2 separate regions of the Ovis canadensis genome follow, and region 2 is linked to region 1. Evidence: chromatin contacts called from public Hi-C data. All regions are on one chromosome and are shown on one strand. Each heading gives the region's core, a stretch centred on a gene start, on an enhancer-like site or on the middle of the called end of the contact. The rest is flanking DNA. Distances are from core to core; before and after follow the strand shown.

The links. A called contact is a pair of places that touch in the nucleus more often than the background predicts.
Region 2: a Hi-C map of lung shows a contact between it and region 1, with 2.7 times the contacts expected there. The contact joins the promoter of HES1 here to the enhancer-like site in region 1. A contact is called at or near these places in 2 of 2 Hi-C or Micro-C datasets (fibroblasts and lung).

The regions. Positions count from the first base shown.
Region 1 is chr1:196,477,886-196,484,263 of ARS-UI_OviCan_v2, reverse strand. No RefSeq gene overlaps it. Among named protein-coding and RNA genes, the nearest start is that of CPN2, 77 kb to the right of the region's middle. Within about 2 kb of position 3,268, the one cell type or tissue checked has open chromatin away from gene starts, as enhancers often do. A contact at or near this core is called in fibroblasts, where this site is marked.
Region 2 is chr1:196,588,053-196,594,446 of ARS-UI_OviCan_v2, reverse strand. It overlaps HES1 (hes family bHLH transcription factor 1), which reads left to right and starts at 2,651. Exons shown (of 4, transcript XM_069579465.1): 1 at 2,651-3,087; 2 at 3,227-3,322; 3 at 3,552-3,639; 4 at 4,315-5,235. The coding sequence starts at 2,980. The coding sequence ends at 4,865.

The DNA.
Region 1 (6,378 bases), core at 2,019-4,518:
TTGAAACCTAACAAGTTCTATAATGGTTTCATTTGAAACTCATTCATGTATTCATTCATTGAATTAACACTGAATTCCTATTAAGCTCAAAGTATTTTTTTTTTATTTTTAGTTTTTTTTTTTTTTTAATTTTAAAATCTTTAATTCTTACATGCGTTCCCAAACATGAACCCCCCTCCCACCTCCCTCCCCATAACATCTCTCTGGGTCATCCCCATGCACCAGCCCCAAGCATGCTGTATCCTGCGTCAGACATAGACTGGCGATTCAATTCTTACATGATAATATACATGTTAGAATGCCATTCTCCCAAATCATCCCACCCTCTCCCTCTCTCTCTGAGTCCAAAAGTCCATTATACACATCTGTGTCTTTTTTCCTGTCTTGCATACAGGGTTGTCATTGCCATCTTTCTAAATTCCATATATATGTGTTAGTATACTGTATTGGTGTTCTTCTTTCTGGCTTACTTCACTCTGTATAATCGGCTCCAGTTTCATCCATCTCATCAGAACTGATTCAAATGAATTCTTCTTAAAGGCTGAGTAATACTCCATTGTGTATATGTACCACAGCTTTCTTATCCATTCATCTGCTGATGGACATCTAGGTTGTTTCCATGTCCTGGCTATTATAAACAGTGCTGCGATGAACATTGGGGTACATGTGTCTCTTTCAATTCTGGTTTCCTTGGTGTGTATGCCCAGCAGTGGGATTGCTGGGTCATACGGTAGTTCTATTTGCAATTTTTTAAGGAATCTCCACACTGTTCTCCATAGTGGCTGTACTAGTTTGCATTCCCACCAACAGTGTAGGAGGGTTCCCTTTTCTCCACACCCTCTCCAGCATTTATTGCTTGCAGATTTTTGGATCACAGCCATTCTGACTGGTGTGAAGTGGTACCTCATTGTGGTTTTGATTTGCATTTCTCTAATAATGAGTGATGTTGAGCATCTTTTCATGTATTTGTTAGCCATCCGTATGTCTTCTTTGGAGAAATGTCTATTTAGTTCTTTGGCCCATTTTTTGATTGGGTCGTTTATTTTTCTGGAATTGAGCTGCATAAGTTGCTTGTATATTTTTGAGATTAGTTGTTTGTCAGTTGCTTCATTTGCTATTATTTTCTCCCATTCAGAAGGCTGTCTTTTCACCTTGCTTATATTTTCCTTTGTTGTGCAGAAGCTTTTAATTTTAATTCGATCCCATTTGTTTATTTTTGCTTTTATTTCCAGAATTCTAGGAGGTGGATCATAGGGGATCGTGCTGTGATTTATGTCTGAGAGTGTTTTGCCTATGTTCTCCTCAAGGAGTTTTATAGTTTCTGGTCTTACATTTAGATCTTTAATCCATTTTGAGTTTATTTTTGTGTGGGGTGTTAGAAAGTGATCTAGTTTCATTCTTTTACAAGTGGTTGACCAGTTTTCCCATAAGTTCAAAGTATAAACATATAAACATAGTCAACACAATGTGGGTGCAGAGAGTAGGGAGAGCGGTTGTGGTTGTATATGAACAAACGAGCCTTTGTCTTCAAGGAGTTCTAAAGCAGCGGTCAGCCAACTATAGTTTAGCTACCAAATCCAGCCCATTGCCTGTTTTTGTGAATAAAGTTTTATTGGAACATAGCCACCCTATTTGTTGACATGTCTATGTTGCTTTTGCATCAACAACTGCGAAGTTGAGCAGCTACAACAGAGACCAAATGGACCACAAACTTCAAGTATTTACTATCTAGCACTTTTTAGAAAAAAATTGCCTACCTCTGGTCTAGAATCAGAATTACAGAGGCATCAACTATAGTTGTAATCTAGATTATTAAAACGGCACAGGGACTTCCCTGGTGATTCAGTGGCTAAGACTTTGCCTTCCAATGCAGGGGGCGAGGGTTCAGTTCCTGGTCAGGGAACTAAGATCCCACATGCTTCATGACCAAAAATAATAATAATAATAATAAAGAAACATGAAACAGAAGTAATATTGTAACAAATTCAATAAAGACTTTAAAAATGGCCCACATCAAAAAATATTTTTTAAAAATTAAATAAAATGGCACAAATTAAAAGTTGTGGAGATGCCAAGGAGAGCAACTAAAGCCATAAACACAATTCACCCAGGAGGAGGTTTTGACAAAGCCATGGGCTATCAGGAACAGATTCCAGCCTGGAGCACCACTCAACCCACCGTGTGACTGTGCTTGAAGGCACACAGTCCAGGGCAGAGTAGCAGATGCTCAGGCCCCTGGAAAGCAATCATCTAGGTCTCTTTCCAGAGCATCAGAAGTTGACCCTGCCATTGCTGAGCTGCCTGGCCTTGAGCCGATCTTCTTACCTCTTGGTCCTCAGATATCAGTTATCTCTTACTGTCCTGCTGCTGCTCCTGCTAAGTCGCTTCAGTCATGTCCGTCTCTGTGAGACCCCATAGACAGCAGCCCACCAGGCTCCTCCGTCATCCCTGGGATTCTCCAGGCAAGAACACTGGAGTGGGTTGCCATTTCCTTCTCCAATTCATGAAAGTGAAATGTGGCGGGGGAAAGTCCCTGAATGACTTGTGAAAAACTGAAGCACTCTCTGCAAATTCTGGGGGTCCTTGGGGTGGTTGTATGCACACATAGGCTGCCTTGAAGATCCTCACATGTAGCTCAGAAGCAAAATTATCAGCCTTGAATGTAAAATTGCTTTTGTCCCCAGCTGAGCACACTCCATATTTTATTAATTCACTCAGAATGCAGCTTGGTATGTTACAAAAGAGTTTTCCCCTGAGAGGAGTCATTTTCAAGCTGGGAATGTGTGGACATCCCACCCCAAGAGATGATCCTGTGTTTTCTTGGAGGTGGAGGCAGCCCGGAGGTTGGAGCTGGTGTGAGTTGATGCTGGAGGTCTGAACCCAAGGGAACATGTTCTGTCTGGAACCATCACAAAAGAGTCTTTGCAGATACTCAGCCAGCTGGCCCAACTCTGCTAGACACTGTGTTCCCACTCCCTCACCCTTCCTCCAGGAAGCAACTCCTCTGGCCCAGCCTCCATGTTGCTTTTCTGCTCACACCCTTGAACCCATATCCCCAGTCCGAGGTGGAGCCCGCGGAGCTGTCAGTGCCGCCCAGCCGCAGCACCTGGCTCGCCTCCCTCAGTGCTGGGCCAAAGCCTCAGACGCAGGAGAAACCAGAGCTCACTCAGCTGGCCAGCGCAGGGGCTTCCTGTCCAAGTGTATGCGGCTGGGCTTCCTGCTGACGGAAGGGCGGCTGCCGCAGCTCGCCTCTGACATCCCAGGCGGCGGCTCCCAGAGCACGCCCAGCTGGCACCCGGTGCAGGGGCCACGGCTGCACTCACACAGCTGTCAGACAGCATTCCCAGGGACCCAGGGGTCCGGCCTGGAGAGCTATAAAGGGGATTCCTTTGGGGCGAGAGGAAGCAGTGAATCAGCTCAGAAACGCTGGAGCTCAGGCTTGTCCTAGGCAGCCAGCCAGAGCATGCCTCACAAGCACCCCGCACCCTCCGCACTGACCGACCCCCTTGCTTCACGTGCGCCCCCCTCCCTGGCCACCTGCGCACTTCCGTTTGCGTCCCTCCGTGAGTCTCCACCACACAGCTTCCCTCTGCCCCAGGTGGCCTGGGAACCGGGCCCAAGCACCCGGGTGATAGCCCACCCTGCCTCTGACCTCATGCCCTTAAGGAATTTAACTTCACGGAGACTCAGCTCCCCCTTTACAAGTGGAAACTGGAGAGTGCGAATATTTTCTGAGCATTCCATGTTTATTTTCCCACATTTTAAGGGCGGTGACATAGGAAATGGGGTTAGACTTATTCTGTCTAGTTTCAAAGATCAGAACAAGCATTCCGTGGAGGCAGAATTTGGTTTAAATAAGGGGAAATGAACCCACAAAATAGACTGTCTTCTAAGGTAGTGAGCATCCTGTATGCTGTGACTAGAGGTATTCAACAGACACTGTTTGCAGACTTTCAAATGCTTGACCGTAAGATCCATGAGCACTTCTGTCTCCATTCCTGCTGCAGGATTCAGCATCCAGCACACTGCCTGCCAGGGAGTAAGTGCTCCCAATATTTGCGGAAGAGAGGAAGGAAGAGGGAATGAGAAAAACAGGCAGGTGGGGGGCAGGGGCGGGGAGAGAAATGGAAAGAGAGAAGGAGAGAAAGCAGGAAGGAGGAAAAGTAGGAAGGATCATCTCCAAAAACTTTGGAGAACTGACTCTCCTTCAGGAGAGAGCTTGGACAAGCCGACTCCAATGATCTTTTTGACTCTGCGATGATAAAACGAGGGTTTTAGGCGCCCACTCCACGGGGACTCACCAAGTCCACAAGCAGACTCTCCTGTGTTGGTATGTGTCCCAGGCACAGGCTTTTCTACCCAAGCCCACTGTAGTCTACAAACCCCCACACATACATGATGTCCTGCATTTCTGCAGAACCCTGTAAAATGTACAGTCCCCATCTGAAAGACACAGAGCCTGAGGTTCGAAGATGGTAAGTGACTTGTCTGAGCTGAGACTGAGCCTTAGGTATCCTGTTCCTGAGGCCAGTGCCTTTTCCTAATAGGCATATTGATTTGTCTCACGGCCTGCCGTGGAGCTTTCTGCCCCAGAAACTGCTATTATGACCTAACGTGAAAACTGGTGCTCTATTAAAAGCACCAGAGGTGCTCCTATCCTTTGAAAAAGGTAAGGAGACAGATCTACCACACACACACACACACACACACACATATCCTCCTTTTCCCCAGCTCGCTCCCAGCAGGGATAACACTTGGGCATCACCACTAACTGCAGTAACCATCACTGGATCTGGGACCATTTCCAGAGGCAAGTTTACTCTCCAGGGCTGACGCTCCTGATTACTGCTTGGAAAGATGTGTTCTTTTCCAAAGGTCTGACAAGCTGGAGGTAGGGAGGTCATTTGCCCATCTGCCCTCCCCTCCGCACTTCCTCTGCCCTCTCTCACGGGGGACTGACCCCTGCAGGCTACATTTGCTCAAGTCCCAACCAATCAGGAGACTACGAGGAAGAGGAGGGTAAAAACCAGAGCTTTCTCCCCACACCCTCTCCCTCTATCTGGCAGATCACCTCGGGGGTCCCCATTTCTGCCAGGGAGCCTCCGCCAGGATTCCAGCTCTCCCTGGGTTCTGGAAACACTCCCTCTGCTCCAGACTTCCAGCAGGCATGGTGTCGCTTCTTTCCCGTGGCTGCTACTCTCGAGGCCAGCTTTCACCCACATCTGCCCTTTCATCTCTTCCGATGCCTTTATAACTGGTTTCCCTTGGCTGAGGTTTCTGGAATAGGTTATGTTTTCTGCCTGGACTCTGATTCCACGTCAATGTGGACTGGATAAGACCCAGCTGGAGAGGCTTGAACTGTTGGAAGTATGGAACAGTTCTATCCTGACCACTTCAAGGAGAGTTGAAGACAGACAGGCCAGGAGGCAGGGAATGAGGAAGCGGGCCAAGTGCACCTTGGGGGGACTAGAGGACCTGGAGTCATACTACCTGTCCCACCACAGGCCCCTTCCTCTTTCACAAGACCCGACTCACCCAGCATCCTTCACTGCGGGACACAACCATCACATCTCACACACCTGGGTCAGACAGCGAGACCCAGAGCCTCTCAGAGCTCTGAGCAAGCCAAGCTTCTAGGTCCAGAAGCCTCCAGGTTACTTCCATCCAGACAGACAGAAGGGCTCCCTCAGCGGGGTCAGCAAAGAAAGCAGGTGTCTTTCCTCCCCACCCCCAGACTCCAAGAGAAGAGAGTCACAGCCTCTTTCTTTACCTTCCCCCACCCCACTCCCAAAGCCCTTCATTCGCTAAGGCGAGGTCTGATGGGGACTTTTAATAGCCTTGCCTGGGCAGAGACCCAAGGGGAAGCTGTGTTCTCTGAAAATATTATTCATGAGCACAGATATCGCATGTAGAAAGGAGCAAAGCTGGGTCTCACCTTTCGATGTATGTGGACCAATTGTATGCTTGTCGCTGAGATAGGTACTTTTGCTCAGTCTGTCATTTCATCAGACTATAATGGAGAGAATCAGACCGCCTAAAATGTATCAGGCTCTATTAAATGCATCTTTATTGGGTACCTGTCAGGTACTAGGTGTTCCGCAAGGGTGTGTGAACTACAGTTCCTGCCTTCTAGGAAAATTAAGAAGCTGGGGTCTGGAATCAGCCAGACCTACCTGGTTTTGAATCCAGACTCCAGTAATTAGTATTTCTGTGACCTTGAGCAAGTAACCCTTGCCCTTGAGCTTCAGCGATAATGTCATTGTGTCTCCCTGAGCTGGTGAAGGATCCGTGTAGGGAACAAGCTGAGCAAGTGCCCAGCACATGATAAACACTCTTCAACAAGTGGCAACTTTTTAAAAATTAATAAATCCAGGATAT
Region 2 (6,394 bases), core at 1,402-3,901, 110 kb before region 1:
CTCTCTTGAGCCTAGGATCTACCAAAGGAGTATATGGGAAAATAGGCAGATGTCAGCTGCACGTAAAAGTACAGTATCTCTCTGCCCTAGGCTTCCTGTGGACAAGAACTATTAATATTATATTCATCCCTGTCCCTCTCCCCCATATAGACAAGCAATAGTGTTGCCCATACAGAAGTGGTTCAGCGTTTCTTTGAGGTTCTCCTGTTCTCTTGGGCCATCACCCAAGCTCTAAGAGAAAAGAATAGTAATAGAGGAATGCTTCCGTCATCAATCAGAAAATCATTCTGCTTGCCTCCAGAGTTGACCATCAGTTCCTTGCAGGCTGCCACTGTATCTCTCGTGGTAATCCCAGGGTTTAACACTGTGTCTGGCACAGAGCATGCGTCCTGTAATGAAAGGAAGAGAGGGGCTTGCCCAAGGTCACCCAGAGCCAGGAACCGCTGAATCTCATCCGGGACCAGATCTGGTGAAATCATTTACAACATTATCTCAGTGGGGAGCTCAGAGGAAGGAAGGAATGAAGTGACTGAGAAATGTGTGCCAGGCCTCCGGCGGCCTCTAAGCCTGGAGGACTGGGAGGGGGTGGGGTGGGGTGGGGGCCGACATCAAACAAGATGCGCTCTCGGCTCCTGGGCTGCCCCAAGCCGCCCGAGCAGCTCCCCGAGCTCCTGGGCGGCGGGAAGGGCGGAAGGGGTGGGGGCGCGGGGGCTGGCGACCCGGGCAGGCGGGCGAGCGGGAGGGAGGCGGCGGGGGCGACGGCGGCCGGCCGGGACAGTGCGCGTCGCCCGCCCTGCGCGGCAAATCCCCCAGGGAGGCCGCCGCCAGAGCCCTGGCGCTCCCGGCCCGGCGCCCGCCACGTGGCACCCGGCGGCGGCGGCGGCGGCGGCTCCTCCCGGCGCGCGGCCCGGCCAGCCGGCAGCACGCAGCCGCCCGCGCCGCCCGCCTCTTCCCGGCCGCCCGCCGGCGGCCTCCCGGGTGCAGCGAGGGGGAGCTGCCCGGCCTCCCTGGACTCGGAGAGAAGGCGGGCGGCGCGAAGCCGCTTTAACCGCAGCCGCCGAGCGGAGGCAGGAGGCTGACCCGGCCGCTTCCTAAGTGCGGTCAGGCATCTCGTGACCACGGCGGGCGCCGGGGGCCCCGCGGGGGGAGGGAGGGCCAGGGCAGGGAGCAAACAAGAAGGTCCCCACCCCTCCCCCGGGCTGTTGCAAGTGAGGCTTTCGGCGGAGTTAAAACCTCAAGCCCGAAATCAGGGGTGGAGGGGGGGGTTGGAATAATTCCCCACTCTCCACCCCAGGGCGTGCGCTCCCCGCCCGGAAGGGCTGACCTTGGCCCGGGGGTAGTTGGGGTGGGGGCGGTTGGTCAGCGCCTGGGCTAGGCTCCCAGCCCGCCGCCCCCTCGGATTCCAGGCCCGGCGGGGGCCGGAGGAGAGGGGGGGGCCCAGGGACACACACACACACCCCACACGCAGCGCGCGCCAATGAGCCCAGGCCAGGCGCAGGGGGCGGGGTTTTCCCAGGCTCGAGCACAGCAGCTGCTATTTACCTTCTTGGCTTCTCCCGGGGACCAGGAACCAGCCCCCGCGCTCCGCCGCCCGCCGCCGCCCCCCGCCTCCCTGCCCCCGGGGCGCGCGCACACACTCACACACGCACGCACACACACACATCCTCCCTGCCCGGCCGCAGTCGCGGCGGCAATAAAACATCCTGGCACGTGCTCCGGCTCCAGGCGCGCCCTCGCCGGCCGGCTGATGTCAAACTGCAGCTCGGCTGGTGTAGCTCTTAAAGGGCCCGCGCGCGCCGGGTGCCGAGGCTGCCCTGGCCGCCCGCGGGGCGGGAAGGAGGGAGAGGCTGCCGCTCGGCAGGCCGCCTCGGCGCGCTGCAGAACCGAGAGGGGGCGGATGGAAAGGGAAAAGTTGGCAAGGACGTGCGTGCGTCCTTGAGGCATTGCCATCAAAGTCCCCCTTGTTAACCTTTCATTTGAAATTCCATTTCCTTTCTGCTCAGTTGGAAATTATTCTGATTGTTTCCTGGGGAAGCGCGGGGTCCGAGGCCCCCAACTCCAGAGGAAAAATGAGGGACGGATCGGGGGAGGGGTGCGGAGATCGAAAACCACCTTGCTCTGAAAAACCTGCAAATATAAGATGGAGGCACATTTTCCTTTTCTGCATGCAAAAGGAAAATTTTTTTGCCCTTTTTTGCACGGTCAACTTTCACCCCCCTCCTCCCCCGAACGTGCGGAGTCTGAGAGGGAAATCACTTAGATCTTTTCGTAACTCACACCCTTACATTCCCCCGTTCTAACCACTGCATTTATAACCTTTAATCCCTGTCCTTCTAAACCTTTAAAAATATATATTTCAAATGAACTTATTACTGGCAAAGCAGCTCTATTACATATGAAAGGAAATAAAGAGCAAAGGCCGAAGCCCCAAGAGAAATAAACTAGAGCAAACCCAATGCGGAAAAATCCTTTCTAAAGCAAAGGCCAGCAGGGAGAGTAGCAAAGGGTTAAAATCCTTTTGATTGACGTTGTAGCCTCTGGTGCCCCGGGCTCAGGCGCGCGCCATTGGCCGCCAGGCCTTGTGCCTGGCGGCCAATGGGGGGGCGCGGTCCACGAGCGGTGCCGCGTGTCTCCTCCTCCCATTGGCTGAAAGTTACTGTGGGAAAGAAAGTTTGGGAAGTTTCACACGAGCCGTTCGCGTGCAGTCCCAGATATATATAGAGGCCGCCAGGGCCTGGGGATCACACAGGATCCGGAGCTGGTGCTGATAACAGCGGAATCCCCCGTCTACCTCTCTCCTTGGTCCTGGAATTGCGCTACCGATCACCAAGTAGCCATAAGATATTATAATAAACCCTCAGCACTTGCTCAGTAGTTTTGAGAAAGTATAAAGTAAAAGGGACATAAGCAAGACAATTTTTTTGTGTGTGAAGAACTCCAAAAATAAAATTCTCTAGGGATTAAAAAAAGAAAAAGAAAATGCCAGCTGATATAATGGAGAAAAACTCCTCGTCCCCGGTGGCTGCTACCCCAGCCAGTGTCAACACGACACCGGATAAACCAAAGACAGCATCTGAGCACAGAAAGGTAAGGGCAGTACCTGTATTTCCCTGCACCCCCAAGAAATTAAGTCGGGGTTGGGGCTCTTTTCTCCCTTAAAATCGCGGGGAGAAATGGCAGGTCCCATGGGAACTCAAGCGCTCTTTTTTAAAAATTTTCTTTACAGTCATCAAAGCCTATCATGGAGAAAAGACGAAGAGCAAGAATAAATGAAAGTCTGAGCCAGCTAAAAACACTGATTTTGGATGCTCTTAAAAAAGATGTAAGTGGGTAATTCTTTTTTTCTCTCTCTCCCAGGTATTAAGAATGAAATCCCCTTGCCTGCGGGGTCTTCCCTGCCTGCACTGCATTCTCAGAGGCGGGAGAGCTGGGCCCCTCTAGCCGAGGTCTAGGGCTGTCGCCGCCGTGGCCAGGGGGAGGGACGGACCCCCACCATTCCGAAACCTCTGGCGAGGCTCTCACTTTCCTCCTTTGCCTCCTCTTCTGTGCAGAGTTCGCGGCATTCCAAGCTGGAGAAGGCGGACATTCTGGAAATGACAGTGAAACACCTCCGGAACCTGCAGCGGGCACAGATGACGGGTGAGAGCGGCTCGCCGCGTCCCCCTCTGCCGGCGTCTCTCTCGCCCCGCGGTGATTTCTTCCAGACTTCCGCCCGTGGTTGTGAGAGGCATTCAGCTACATTTTACTGCCTTGGCTCACTCTTGCGTTCCCACGGTCTGGGGCTTATTTATAGCCACAACTCCAAGTTGTTACTGTTCCGGAAAGGGAGGGAGAGAGGTTGTAGTGGCGAGGGCGGCGGGCGGCGGGCGGCTTGGCAGTGGGGGAAGCGGATTGGGGGGGGGGGGGGTGAAAGGATTTAGAACCGTGGTGGTTTTTAAGCTGCGTGGAGCTTGGGGTCATCTAGTTTAGCACGCCCTCCTCGCCCGCTACATAAGGGGAAATAAGGCTCGGATGGTGCAGAAGAGGGGGAAGGGCACTATCCAAGGTCACATCGCGCGGGGGTGGGGAGGAGGCAAATTTGAGGCTTCAGATCGGGTTAAATGAAGCGACAGGGAATGGAGAGGGAGCGTCTCGGGGTCTGTCGCCAAGCTAGTGTGGCTAGGTGGAGGGTTTTTCTAAACCCAGCCGGCTACCCAGAGGCAGTTCCGCGGGCGGGTGGTCAGGGAGGCGCGCCGCGAGGACCTCCCAGGGCGGAGGCGATGGCTTCGGGGCCAGGGCCTTTCGGTGACCCATCCGTCTCCTTCTGGCCCGCAGCCGCGCTAAGCACAGACCCGAGCGTGCTGGGGAAGTACCGCGCCGGCTTCAGCGAGTGCATGAACGAGGTGACCCGCTTCCTGTCCACGTGTGAGGGCGTTAACACCGAGGTGCGCACCCGACTCCTCGGCCACCTGGCCAACTGCATGACCCAGATCAACGCCATGACCTACCCAGGGCAGCCGCACCCCGCCTTGCAGGCGCCGCCGCCGCCCCCGCCAGGACCTGGCGGCCCGCAGCACGCGCCGTTCGCGCCGCCGCCGCCGCTCGTGCCGATCCCCGGGGGTGCGGCGCCCCCTCCCGGCGGCGCGCCCTGCAAGCTGGGCAGCCCTGCTGGAGAGGCGGCTAAGGTGTTCGGCGGCTTCCAGGTGGTGCCGGCTCCAGACGGCCAGTTTGCGTTCCTCATCCCTAATGGGGCCTTCGCTCACAGCGGCCCAGTCATCCCAGTCTACACCAGCAACAGCGGGACCTCGGTGGGCCCCAACGCAGTGTCACCTTCCAGCGGCCCCTCTCTCACGGCAGACTCCATGTGGAGACCGTGGCGGAACTGAGGGGCTCAGGCCATCCCTCCCCCTAAATTCCCCAAACCATCTCTCTTCCCTCCGGACGATAAACAGGAACTTGGACCATGAGAGAGAAGGGAGGACTTTTGAGATTAAGTGGTTACTTTTTTTTTTTTAATTTCTAAAGTTACTTTTTTGTAGAGAGCTGTATTAAGTGACTGACCATGCACTATATTTGTATATATTTTATATGTTCATATTGGATTGCGCCTTTGTATGATAAAAGTTCAGATGACATTTCGTTTTTTACACGAGATTTCTTTTTTATGTGATGCCAAAGATGTTTGAAAATGCTCTTAAAATATCTTCCTTTTGGGAAGTTTATTTGAGAAAATATAATAAAAGTAAAAAGAGTGAAGGCTCTTATGACTTAGAATTATTTTTAGAATATGTAAAAATGAAGGTCTTGGCAGAATTTGAATTACACATAATCTGAGAATTCAGGAATTGGTTCCTTTTGTTATTAAAAGAACATTTTAAAAACCCATCAAGCCTTTTACCATGGCTCCTTGAGCTAAATTCCATTTAATTTGTGAGAACCCATCTGTTATGGCTTCCTTGATCAATTTGTGGTCAGTCTCTTAAAAGATTTCAAAACCCTTTTTACCCACCTGCAACTAAAGTCATTCAGTCCTGGTTCTCATACTGGCTCCTTCTGAGGAAGATGGAAGGGGGCTGAGTTCATGAAGTTAATCAATCCAGTACTTGGTGCCCGCCACACATTTAAGGGTGGCTCCTGCAGCACTAGTGCCCTAGGGCATCTCACCAGCATCCGAGTAAAAAGTCTTCATAGCTGCAGCTCCAGCCTTCAAGTGTTGGAGTCTTTCTCTAATTAAAGTCAATCCTTGCAGCTAGACATTTTCTGTAACAGCACCTAAAAGTTTGAAATGCCTCTCTGCACCCTCTTCAAGCAAGCTGAGAAGGTCAACAGATTCCTTCTGCCAAGGAACAGCTAGTTAGACTCCCAAGTGGAGCCCCAGTCCAGATGATTAACACCAGACATATGTTTTTGATAAGTTTCTGTGCTTGGCTCTAATAGAGAAAGCATGTGGAGGCCGTCCTGGCAAGCACACAGGCCATCTTCCCCTTTTAATACAAACAGCAAGCGACCCCTTTGCTTGGTCATGCCCCATTTCCAGGCAAGATGTGGGCTCCAGATAGAAGCAAAAGGGTTGTCTCGGGTTTCAGCTCACATAACCCTCCTTAACAAGTCCTAACTCAAAGCGGACAGCTTTAAACTATGCCAGGATCTGCAGGGAATTTCTTCCAAATCCCATCACAAAGGCTTGTCAGATTTTGTCAGATTTGGCCAGGTGTTTGACTGCATCCAGGTGTTGGGGAAATGAAAACCACGAGCCCTGCGAGACCAGACACATCAGCCGCGCTGTGGGTCTGGCGGGCGCGCCCTCCTCCCGCACCGCCGGCCAGTCGTCCTCCCGGCCCGGCCCCTCCCGCCAGCCTCCTCTTACCGCCCCCACCCCCACCCCTTCTCTTAGAAGGGCTTCTGGGAGGAGAAG